2 separate regions of the Sus scrofa genome follow, and region 2 is linked to region 1. The links are chromatin contacts, called in public HiChIP or PLAC-seq maps. All regions are on one chromosome and are shown on one strand. Each heading gives the region's core, a stretch centred on a gene start, on an enhancer-like site or on the middle of the called end of the contact. The rest is flanking DNA. Distances are from core to core; before and after follow the strand shown.

Evidence for each region. HiChIP or PLAC-seq counts read pairs in DNA pulled down with a chosen protein or histone mark.
Region 2: a contact with region 1 is called in an H3K27ac HiChIP or PLAC-seq map of alveolar macrophages. The contact joins the promoter of RTFDC1 here to the promoter of CSTF1 in region 1. A contact is called at or near these places in 1 of 5 promoter capture datasets (liver), 16 of 47 Hi-C or Micro-C datasets (alveolar macrophages, blood, embryonic fibroblasts and 8 more) and 2 of 2 datasets of contacts at active chromatin or transcription factors (alveolar macrophages and skeletal muscle).

The regions. Positions count from the first base shown.
Region 1 is chr17:56,969,178-56,974,686 of Sscrofa11.1, forward strand. It overlaps CSTF1 (cleavage stimulation factor subunit 1), which reads left to right and starts at 3,346. Exons shown (of 7, transcript NM_001110430.1): 1 at 3,346-3,397; 2 at 3,587-3,669. It also overlaps a transcript of AURKA not described here.
Region 2 is chr17:57,037,937-57,043,445 of Sscrofa11.1, forward strand. It overlaps RTFDC1 (replication termination factor 2 domain containing 1), which reads left to right and starts at 3,031. Exons shown (of 9, transcript NM_001110432.1): 1 at 3,031-3,199. The coding sequence starts at 3,131.

The sequences.
Region 1 (5,509 bases), core at 2,096-4,595:
TTTAGGGGCACACATGCGGCATATGGAGGTTCACAGGCTAGGGATGAAATTAGAGCTACGGCTGTCAGCCTATGCCACAGTCATGGCAAAGTGGGATCTGAGCTGCGTTTGCAACCTACACCACAGTTCATGGCAACACCAGATCCCCAGCCCACTGGGCAAGGGCGAGGACTGAACCTGTATCCTCAAGGATACTAGTAGGATTCTTTTCCCCTGCGCAACCAAGGGAACTCCCGGCCTAGACATCTTTATTAAAAGAACTGGAACCTGGGTCTTCTGCCTTCCCGTCTCCCCCCACAGCTGGGCTCAGCCCTCTAACAACCCGCTCACACCCTCAGAAAGCCTGCCTGGTACCCCAAGCCAACACACCACATGAAACAAGCACTGCACGCTTGTTTCCCCTCCACTCAGGCCACAAACACTTCTTCCCCAACCACTCTCACTCCCCTGGGGAGCCAGCCCATCCAGTCCCCCTGGCTTTCAACCCCATCCACAGGCTGAGCAGCCCCAAATCTCCATCTCAAGCCCAGACCTCTCCTTTCAACTCCCACCACCTGATCATCGGAGGCATCTGAGTTTTATCAAGTCCCAAACTGAAGTCCTGCTCCCTCCTCACACCGTCTCCCGGAAACCCCATCCTGCCAGGTGCTCAAGCCTTAGGCCTTAGCCGTCTTCACATGGTTCTCCCTCAAACCTATCTACCCCATCGGCGTATCTCACAGGCTCCCTCCTCAAAAATCACTGCTCAAACTTTACTACTCCCACCTGGTCAAACCACACTCCACCCCCTTCCCCTTAATTACCTGCGAAAAGCTCCCAATGGTGACTCTGCTTCCACCCTTGCCCCTTTGTGGTCCTCTCCCAACACAGTGCCCAGTGATCCCACTAACAAATCGAGATATTCTGGGAGTTCCTGTGATGGCCCAGCAGAAATGAATTCAACTAGGAACCACAAAGATGCGGGTTCGATCCCTGGCCTTGCTCAGTGGGTTAAGGATCCGGTGTTGCCATGAACTTCAGTGTAGGTCACAGACATGGCTTGGATCCCATAGTGTTGCTGTGGCTGTGGTGTAGGCCGGGAGCTACAGCTTAGATTGGACCCCTAGCCTGGGAACGCCGTATGCCACAGATGTGGCCCTAAAAAAAAAAAAAAAAATTTAAAAAAGCAAAAGCACTCATTCGTCCCATGCTTTCACATCCACTTGATAAGCAAGCAAATAACTCTCCCTTGAAGGTGGGAATAGGCTAAAGAAACTGGAGTCCTATATCAAACAGTCACTTAGAAATAACAGACAGGGAGTTCCCATCATGGCTCAGCAGTAATAAACCTGATAGTATCCCTGAGGACTCAGGTCCAATCCCTGGCCTTGCTCAGTGGGTTAAGGATCCAGTGCTGCTGTGAGCTTTGGTGTAGGTGACAGACACCGCTCGGATCTGGCGTGGCTGTGGCCGGGAGCTACAGCTCTGATTCGACCTCTAGCCTGGGAACTTTCATATGCAGAGGGTGGCCCCCCCCAAAAAAAGAATAGAAAGGAAAAGGAAATATATTTTCATTATGAGAACATTAATTTCACAATGCTCTGATGCTTCACTCTCCCTTAACAATTATAAGCAGCAAACTAATGAGATCACGGAGGCCCATGGACATTTATTCCACAGTCTTCAATGGAAGCTGCAGATATTTGCTGTAGTCTAATACACTTTTCCTTCTCAGGAAGAATAAACAGCAGAATAAATCTCTGATCCAGAAATTCTGGAGAGCTGCAGGAAGACTGCTTCTCAGGTGATTCTGGTTTACAGCCAAGCACAGGAGTCAAATGCAGAGGACCTGCACGAGATCCCTGCAGTTCACACCAGAGATCCTACTGGTCTAAATAGGAAAGTCGATATTTAATAGCACTGTGGGTTTAGACTTTTTCTTTCTTTGTCAAACCTACAAATGCCTGGAAAAAATGAAGCATGGAAAGGAAATAAGGTGCATAATTCAAAGAAAAGGGAACGTTAAGGGTGACTTTTACTGCCTCCTGCTCAAGGGTGGTAGCCAGGACGTTTGTTAGAAATGGAAACTTTTCAGGTCCGATCCCAGACCTAACAAACCAGTTCCCGCATTTCAACATCCCCGTTCCCGCATTTCAACATCCCCAGATAACCATCGAGCGCTGGGCTAGATCACAGGTTCTCAATGAACCATCAGAACCACCTGCACAGCTTGACAAAAACACAGACACCTGAGTCCTAAGCCCAAGCACTTCTGATCCATTAGGTGGGACCCTACTTTTTCCCAAGGATCCTCAAGCAGTCCTGATAAAGGCAGTCCAAGGTCTACAGTTTGAGAAGCACTGGCCCGCGAAGGCCTCTTCCGAGAAGTTATTTACTCACCCACTCACCCAACCGGCCCGGACACGAGCCTTTGCAGCTAGTCTAAGGTCGCCCCCGTGCCTAACATTCACCACTATCGATACCTCCCTAAGTTCGTCGCCTGCTCTCCACCGCCCCCCAAGCACGTACACTCCAAGACAATAAAAAACTTTATTTTTCTCACCCAGGTGCTCACTGAAAGCACACTGCCCACCCCACCAGCTCAACAACCCCATCCACTCCAGGCGTTTAATAACACCAAGTGGCGTCTTACAGGGCGCCTCGGGACCAGGAGCAGAGGGGAGGGCTCTGGGGAAGCACCAGGCTGGGGCGCGGGGCCGGGGGGGGGGTGCAGGGGGACCCTTTCTCGCCCCGACCCTCCCATGCAAGCCCCGCAGCCCCACCACCCGCTTCCCTCCCACCCTCTCGCTGAGGCCACCCACCCAGCGGCTGCCCGCCCTCCTGAGAGCTGCTCCGGGGCTACGCACCTAGGGGTTCTCACCTCCAACTTGAAAACAGCGCTTCCTCCAGAGGGCTCAGCCGTTAGGACGCAAAGTCTTCATTTTAAATAGGAGTTAAACCCTCTTAGCCGAAAGCTGATTGGCCTGAGTCAGAGAGGCGCTACCTTTTCATTGGTTCAAGGCCAACTCGCCGGCTTGAGTCACAGCCCAGGAGAGGCGGCGCGCAGGCGTACTTCCTCCGTGAGGCCCCGGAAGTGGTGGAGCCAACGGCCCGCCACATCCGAGGCCGTTCGAGAGCCCACAGGGCTCTCCTGGTCTGACATTTATCGGTGAGACAGCAGGGCTTTGGCGTCAGGGCCCCCGCGTAGGAGATAAAGTCTGAGGAGGTGAACGAACCTCCCGAACACGCCCGTGAGTAAGATGGCGAGAAGGGCAGGAACGAGTGGGTTCGATCGATAGCGCAGCGCTCGGCGCGACGCCCTTTGCGCGTGCGCAGTGCACGTGCACGCGGAGCGATCGATTGGGCAGGATTCGCGTCTCCATTTTTCTAGGAGAGAGCGGGAGACCGGAGAGAGCGGGTATGGGGGGCCCGGGTTTCGCGGAGAGTGGCTGGTGCGGTCGGCTGGGCCCTTTGGGAGACCACAGGAAGGGGCGAGGCGGGAAGGGTCGACGGTGAGCGATGCGGCCTGTGCCCTGAGTTGCCAGGCTAAGGCTGCATTTGCTCCTCCTCTTCAAAGGCCTCGCTCTCACTCTCTCTCCATCCCCAGTTGGCCTTTAGGTCCGGGTGATAGCGGAACGTACGGTGAGGGGGGCGTCTGTGTTCTCGCCGCGGTGCTCCTTCCAACTCCAGGTACGACCAGTCCTGGGTGGGCCTCTTCCTATCCTCTGGCCGCAGCCCCTTCACCTGCAAACTGGGGATGGTAATTAGGCACTTACTCGCCCAGCGAGCGAACGTTCTTTGGGAGTTGGGAAGCAGGGCTTGTCCTGTCTTTCTTATTTTAACCTTTTGGTACGCCTCCTGATGCTCCTGGCTTAAGTGGAGATACAGGATGGAATAGTGCTCAAGCTCTGGGCTCTGGTGTGGGCAATCCCAGTGGCCACTTTAACCTTGGACGAGTTTCGCAGCAGCATTCTGTTTGCAGTGTTTCCTAACCTTTTTGAGCCAGTTTGATCATCAATGTTGTGTCCTAGTGGGTGTATGTATATATGTGTGTGTATATATATAATTTGTTTTTTCTCCGTATACTTTAAATATATCTTAAGAGTTTAGCGTGGTGTTTGGCAATTGCTTAGTAAATGTTAGCTGTTGGTATTAACACTCATCAGTGCAGCACAGTAAGAACTCAGGCTCTGGGCTCAAATAGATTAGTTTAAGGTTCAGGTTCTGCCATTTACAAGCTCTTGGGTCCTGGGTTAAGTTAATCTCTCTGGGCCTCAGGTTGCCTACCTCTAAAATGAGATTTGATGAGGACTGAACAAGGTAATGCATATTAGTTGCTTACAACATGTGTATTACTGTATTAAATGTCTAATGGATTTTTACTGGTTCATTAAGTTTTTAAGGAGCACTACAGGCAGTGGAAACAGCACAGTCTCTAGAGTCAAATCACCTGCATTCTAATTCACGTTCCTTGGGCAGTAGACCTTGGCCAAGCTATTGCCCCTCCTCACCTGTAAACAGGATTACTGAACCTCCTTTATAGGGTGTTGAGGATTAATTGAGAGGAAACATGGTAAAAAAAAAAAAACTCAATAAATGTTAGCTCTTCTTATTATCATTAGCCTCAGTAATTCTCCAGGGGGCAGTGTGTAGTTAAAAAACACTGTTCCCCACAACACCTCCCACTTGCAGTCACCCCTGTGAGGTACAACAATACCAGTAGATACCAGTGTTAGCTGCCCACTCACTGCCCTTTTTCATAGTCATCTCTCCTGTGCTTCTGCCTTCCAGTTTTCTCCTCTGCCACAGCTACCTATCTGCCTTTGACTTTTTGTTGTTGTTGTTATTTCCCCAATACAATTTTTTTTTCTCCCATACAGCATGGTGACCCAGTTACACATACATGTATACATTCTTTTTTCTCACATTATCATGCTCCATCGTAAGTGACTAGACATAGTTCCCAGTGCTACACAGCAGGATCTCATTGCTAATCCATTCCAAAGGCAATAGTTTGCATGGATTAACCCCAAGCTCCCAGTCCACCCCACCCCCTCCCCCTCGGCAACCACAAGTCTCTTCTCCATGACTTTTATTCTTTTTTTTTTTTTTTTTTTGTCTTTTTGCTATTTCTTTGGGCCGCTCCTGCGGCATATGAAGGTTCCCAGGCTAGGGGTCCAATCGGAGCTGTAGCCACTGGCCTACGCCGGAGTCACAGCAACGCGAGATCCGAGCCACGTCTGCAACCTATACCACAGCTCACGGCAACGCCGGATCGTTAACCCACTGAGCAAGGGCAGGGACCGAACCCGCAACCTCATGGTTCCTAGTCGGATTTGTTAACCACTGCGCCACGATGGGAACCCCCCCCCTTTTTTTTTGACTTTTATTCTTTATTGCTGTTTGCCCCGGCAGCCTTCCGGCATCTGTACAGACGTACATTTATGTACAGACATTGATTTTTATAATCAAGTTATCTAATCATGTCCACCATTTGGAGTTTGTTTTTGTTTTTGCACAAACCGAAAAC
Region 2 (5,509 bases), core at 1,781-4,280, 68 kb after region 1:
TGAGAAGTCTGTAATATCTGGGAACTAGTGTAACAGAGAGTAGAAACATTTAAAGTCCTGGGCCTTACGAAACCATGAATGAAATACATACATGTCTAAATTATAGAAAATGTTCCCATGTATTAAAGGATATTTTTCTGAAGACTAAGCCTAAAATTTTCATCAAATTTTCCAACAGGTCCAACGGCCCCAGAAAGGCTTTGCAAGAAGATAATGGTTTTCTCTTTCATGATTTCATTCCTTCCCCGCCCTTTAAGTTCACAGCTTGATCCAGGGTTCAAAGTTGTATTTTTGTAAGAGAATATCCTTTACTGGTTCATTCAACAAAGGCGGCGGGAGGAAGCAGCAGAGAATGCACCTGCTTCCCAGTGTGGTTGAAATTGAAATGGCTCAAATCAAGAAAAGCACAGAACACAACGCTTGACAGCTCTCAACAAAAATGAGTTGCTATTGATGATAACAACAAACAGTAGAAACATTTTAGCTGTGTACCCTCTGCAACACAGAGTAGCTTAGTGACCAATATGCTAAAAGAGGAAGCCAAGGAGGAAGAGAAAAAAACATCCAGCTACTGAACTTTAACGCCCACGAGGTCATCACCACAGGGTGTCATCAGCAGCTTTTGGAGGAGAGGTTAAAGAGGGTGGCATCTGTAGGTAGATGGGCCTCATTTGAGAAAGCCCCTCCCTTATCTTCTACTCCTGTTACTTCCTGGATATGTGCCCCTGAATCTCATTACATCTGAACCTCAGGCTTGCGGTTTGGAAAAAAGAAGGCAGGCTAGCCCCCGAATTGTGTTGTGAGGACAGGAGGAAAGAAATGCTTCCAAAGTTTCCAGTGTAGAATCATGGTTTGAGACACAGTCGCTATTTTTTTTCCCTCCCCAGATGAATTTGGTGAGGGGTAGATTTCCTGGCCAGCAAAAAATCACTGGCTTGAGAGTTGTCTAGAGATCTTTGGGTTTTTGCAAGTCTCTGATTTTCTGCCCATTGCTGTAAAAGAAAACTAATCTTAAAACTCCTTTCTCGATTACTAGCTGTCTGACCTTAGATGACTGCTTTGATCTTTCCAGCCTTCTGTTTCCTTCCCAGTAAATGAGATTCTAATTGCATTTATTTGCATTTATTTATTTACCTAGCAGCCGTGGCGTGTGTAAATTCTTGGGCCAGAGATTAAACCCACACCACAGCAGCAACCTGAGCCACAGCAGTGATAATCAGATCCTTAACCCACTGACCTACGCAGGAACTCCTCCAAATGTATATTTTTTTCCTTTGGTCTTTTTGGGGCCGAACCCTCATACGGAGGTTCCCAGGCTAGGGGTCGAATTGCAGCTGTAGCCACCAGCTTACACCACAGCCATAGCAACATGGGATCTGAGCCACATCTGCAACCTACGCCATAGCTCATGACAACGCCAGAACATTAACCCACCGAGTGAGGCCAGGGATTGAAACTGCATCCTCATGGGTACTAGTCAGAGTCACTTCTGCTGCCCCATGATGGGAACTCCTCCAGTTGTATTTAGAATGAGACTGTACTTTTGGTTTATCGAGGAATAAAACAAAGTCCCTGCAGAGTTTCCAGTTTTGTGATGGGCTTAAAAAACAAATCATAAGCCAATCAGAGACCAACTGATTAGAGGGCTTGTTTTCTTTTAAGTCCCATTAATTGCAGTAACAGATAACCCACTCTTATAACCCTTAAAGTTTTCATATCCACATATACTGTGTTTTCTGTTCCCAAGTGGCGAATAGTTTCAGCTTTTTTACATTTCACTTTGGTCATCATGGTAACATCCAATCATAAAGGGCTGCTTTACTGACAGAGGATAGGCTTTCCGCTAATATTTCCTTTTCTTTTTGTCTTTTTAGGGCCGCACCCATGGCATATGGAAGTTCCCAGGTTAGGGGTCTAATCCCAGGCTAGGGGTCTAATCACAGCCACAGCAACACCAGATCAGAGCCTCGTCTATGACCTACACCCCTACACCACAGCTCACAGCAACACCGGATCCTTAACCTACTGAGCTGCAGGGATTGAACCTGCAACCTCATGGTTCCTAATGGGATTCGTTTCCACTGAGCCAAGACGGAAACTCCTATTTCTAATAATTAAATGAACAAATGGAGAGATAGTCAAGGGCAGGGGAGCAGGCAATCATGAATTTTAACAGGGAGTTTGCAAGGGATTTATGTTCTCTTTATAGATGTAATACAGCCCTAGGAAAGGTGTGGTGCCATCAGTGTATGATTTATAAATCTGCGTCTGTTAGACTTGCTGTTTCTTTTTTAAATTTACTTTTTACTTTTAATTTATAATACGCCCCTTTTTTAATAAATAAAAACATCTTTTAGCCAGGGCTTCAGGATGCGGTGAATGAAATACATACACGCACAAACTGCGTGTACCTATACAATATACACGGCAGTGTCAGAAGTTTCAGACCGTAAGAGAATCTTACTCCTCCACAGCCTCATCCAACACCACTTTAAAGGATTTACCTGCTTAGGTCATACCTAAGGCTCAATAAAAAGATGCATTCTCTTTTGAACACACCAACGGTAACTGAAGGAACGATCCATTCATATTCATCAGTAATTGCAGTAATAAAATGCAGCCCTTCCTTGCTCTTACTCCCAGTCTGGGGATATCTGCCCACAGTCAGAGAGGCTAGGGTGCAACGGGGCCCAGGAGCGGCGGGTGACCCTGAGCCACCTCGACTAGTGCGGGCCCCTCACCCCCGGAGCGTGGGCGAGCGATTTGCGGGCCCCTCGCCCCCGGAGCGTGGGCGAGCGATTTGGCGGGTGCAGCAGAAATCCAGCGCCCATCGGAAAAAGGAAGGGAAGGGCGGCAGCGGCGGCGCGGGAGTGGGAGAACTCTTGACACCAGACACACTCACAAAGCCCTGCCGGCGCTTTGCAACAGCCCCAGCGGCTGGGCCACGCCCAATGCCTAAAGACGCTCTCCATGGCAACCGGGGCTTGGCAAAAGCCCCGCCCCGTCCCCCGCCCCGTCGCGACTAGCGGTTTGCGTCACGCGGCGCGCCGGAAGTGACGATTGCGCTCGCTAGGGACCCCGGAAGTGGCTGCTAGGGGGAATTACTGCGGACTCTGACTCTTGGCTTGCTATGGGTTGCGACGGAGGCACAATCCCCAAGAGGCACGAGCTGGTGAAGGGGCCGAAGAAGGTTGAGAAGGTCAGTGACAGGGGCCCAGTGGGGTCCGGGGGCTTCTGAGGCATGCAGAGCTCCCCGGGGAGAGAAGGGAGGTGGGAGGGGGAGCTAGAGGGGTTCTACCGTCAACGAAGCTCAATTATACCTTTCAAAACTCAAAATTAACCGCAGTATCAATAACGGACCTTTACTGAGCGTGTGGCATTCACCCGGCAGTACGCATAATGTGGCATTGCTCTTGTAACTCTTACAAGAGCCCTAGGGGTACATACTGTCATTAGTCTCTCTTTTCAGACCTGGAAATTGCGATCTAAGAGGAAAAGGTTGCAGAGCTAGTCAGTAGGAGAGCCAGGATTTGAAGTCTGTCTGCTGTCTGCTGCTGTTTTGTACACCCTAACTTCGTTTCCTCAGTAAAGTCTTCTCAAACCGCTCCCTGTGAGATCAGGGCCTCCTCTAAAAACTGTCTTACCCCCGTGTACACAGCGTTCCGGTCAATGAATGTTGATCTCAGACGATTGCAGAGGCTGCATCTCTTTCCCCTTTACAAGTAGCAGGGTTCCTGGTACAGTAAATATAGTGAATAAATGAATGAGTGGATAATCCCTAATTCTGAAAAGTGATTGAGCCAATTATAATTTATAGGGAAATTGAGTCAGTAACACGACCAAGATCACACAATTGGTAGGTAATAACAGGATTCCCATCCAGTTATTCAGGATTTCAGAGTTAGCACTAGTAATTGCTTTTTAATAATAGTAGGTGTGTAAAGCACCTAATACAAGTGACCAAGTGACTGACACACTGTGACTCCATTCAGCAGCCAAAGAGGATTTTTTTTTTTTTTTTTTTTTTTTTTTTTTTTTTTTTGCTTTTTAGGGCCGCATGTGCGGCCCATGGAAGTTCCCAGGCTAGGGGTTGAATCGGAGCTACAGCTGCCAGTCTATACCACAGCCATAGCAACAAAGGATCCCCGACCCACTGAACAAGGCCAGGGATCTGAAGCCACATCCTCATGGATACTGGCCAGATTAGTTTCCGCTGTGCCGAATTGGGAACTCCCTAGAGAAGTCTTTTTTAAAAATAAATTACGTGTATCACTATTGTGTTTAAATCACTCAAGTGGCTTCTCATTGTATTCACGGTAAAATTCTCACAGACCTTGTGTGATCAGACCCTCTGCCTCTCTTTATATCTTATCTAATGCCCCTTTCCCACCCTTTCTCTTCCAGCTATATAGGCCTTGTTCCTCAACCCGGAGTATAATTTCCTCAACCTGTGTTCTTCACTGAGATACTCATATCACTTGGGTTTTTGTTTTTTGGGTTTTTTTGTTTGTTTGTTTTTAAATGCTTCAAGTCTTTACACAAATGTCATCTCATCCCGGTCCACTGTAGCCAAAATACATCTCATTTCTAATCACTCTGCCTTTTTCTGCTGCTTTTCTTTTTAAATTTTTTTTGGCCGCACTTGTGTCATCCAGAAGTTCCTACGCCAGGGATCAAACCCACACCACACCACAGCAGCCACTGGAGCCACAGCAGTGACAATGCTGGATCCTTTAGCCAAAGTGTGGCTCTTGATGTGGGGAATGAATAGGACAATAGCTACGACAGTGTGGTGGGGGTTTGTTTGTTTTTATTTTAAATAATAGAGGGGAGGGACAAATTAGGAGATAATTAGGGACAAATTGACAGATACGAGGTACTATACATAAGATAGGTGGGCAGCAAGGACTTAGTGTATAGCAAGGCAATTAGACCCAGTATCTTTTAGTAACCTGTAATGAATTATAAGCAGCAAAAACCCTGAATAACTATACTGTATGCCTGCAACTAACACAACCTCGTAAATTAACCACACTTCAATGAAACAAATAAGTAAAATTTTAAAGTTATAGAATAATTACAACAAAATAATAGAAATAGAGAGTAGTGATGAAAAGCATGGTCTTTAGCGCCAGCCCACCTGGGTTTGTTTTTTTGTTTTTTGTCTTTTTGCCATTTCTTGGGCTGCTTCTGCGGCATATGGAGGTTCCCAGGCTAGGGGTCGAATCGGAGCTGCAGCCGCCAGCCTACACCACAGCCACAGCAACTCGGGATCCAGCCGCATCTGCAACCTACACCACAGCTCACGGCAATGCTGGATCCTTAACCCACTGAGCAAAGCCAGGGATCGAATCCGCAACCTCAGGGTTCCTAGTCGGATGCGTTTACCACTGCGCCACGACGGGAACTCCCCCCACCTGGGTTTTTATCCTAGCTCCCATGTCTGCTTGTGTGTGTGACCTGACTTAGTGGTACCTCCATTTCCTCAACGACCAAGGTAAAAATATTC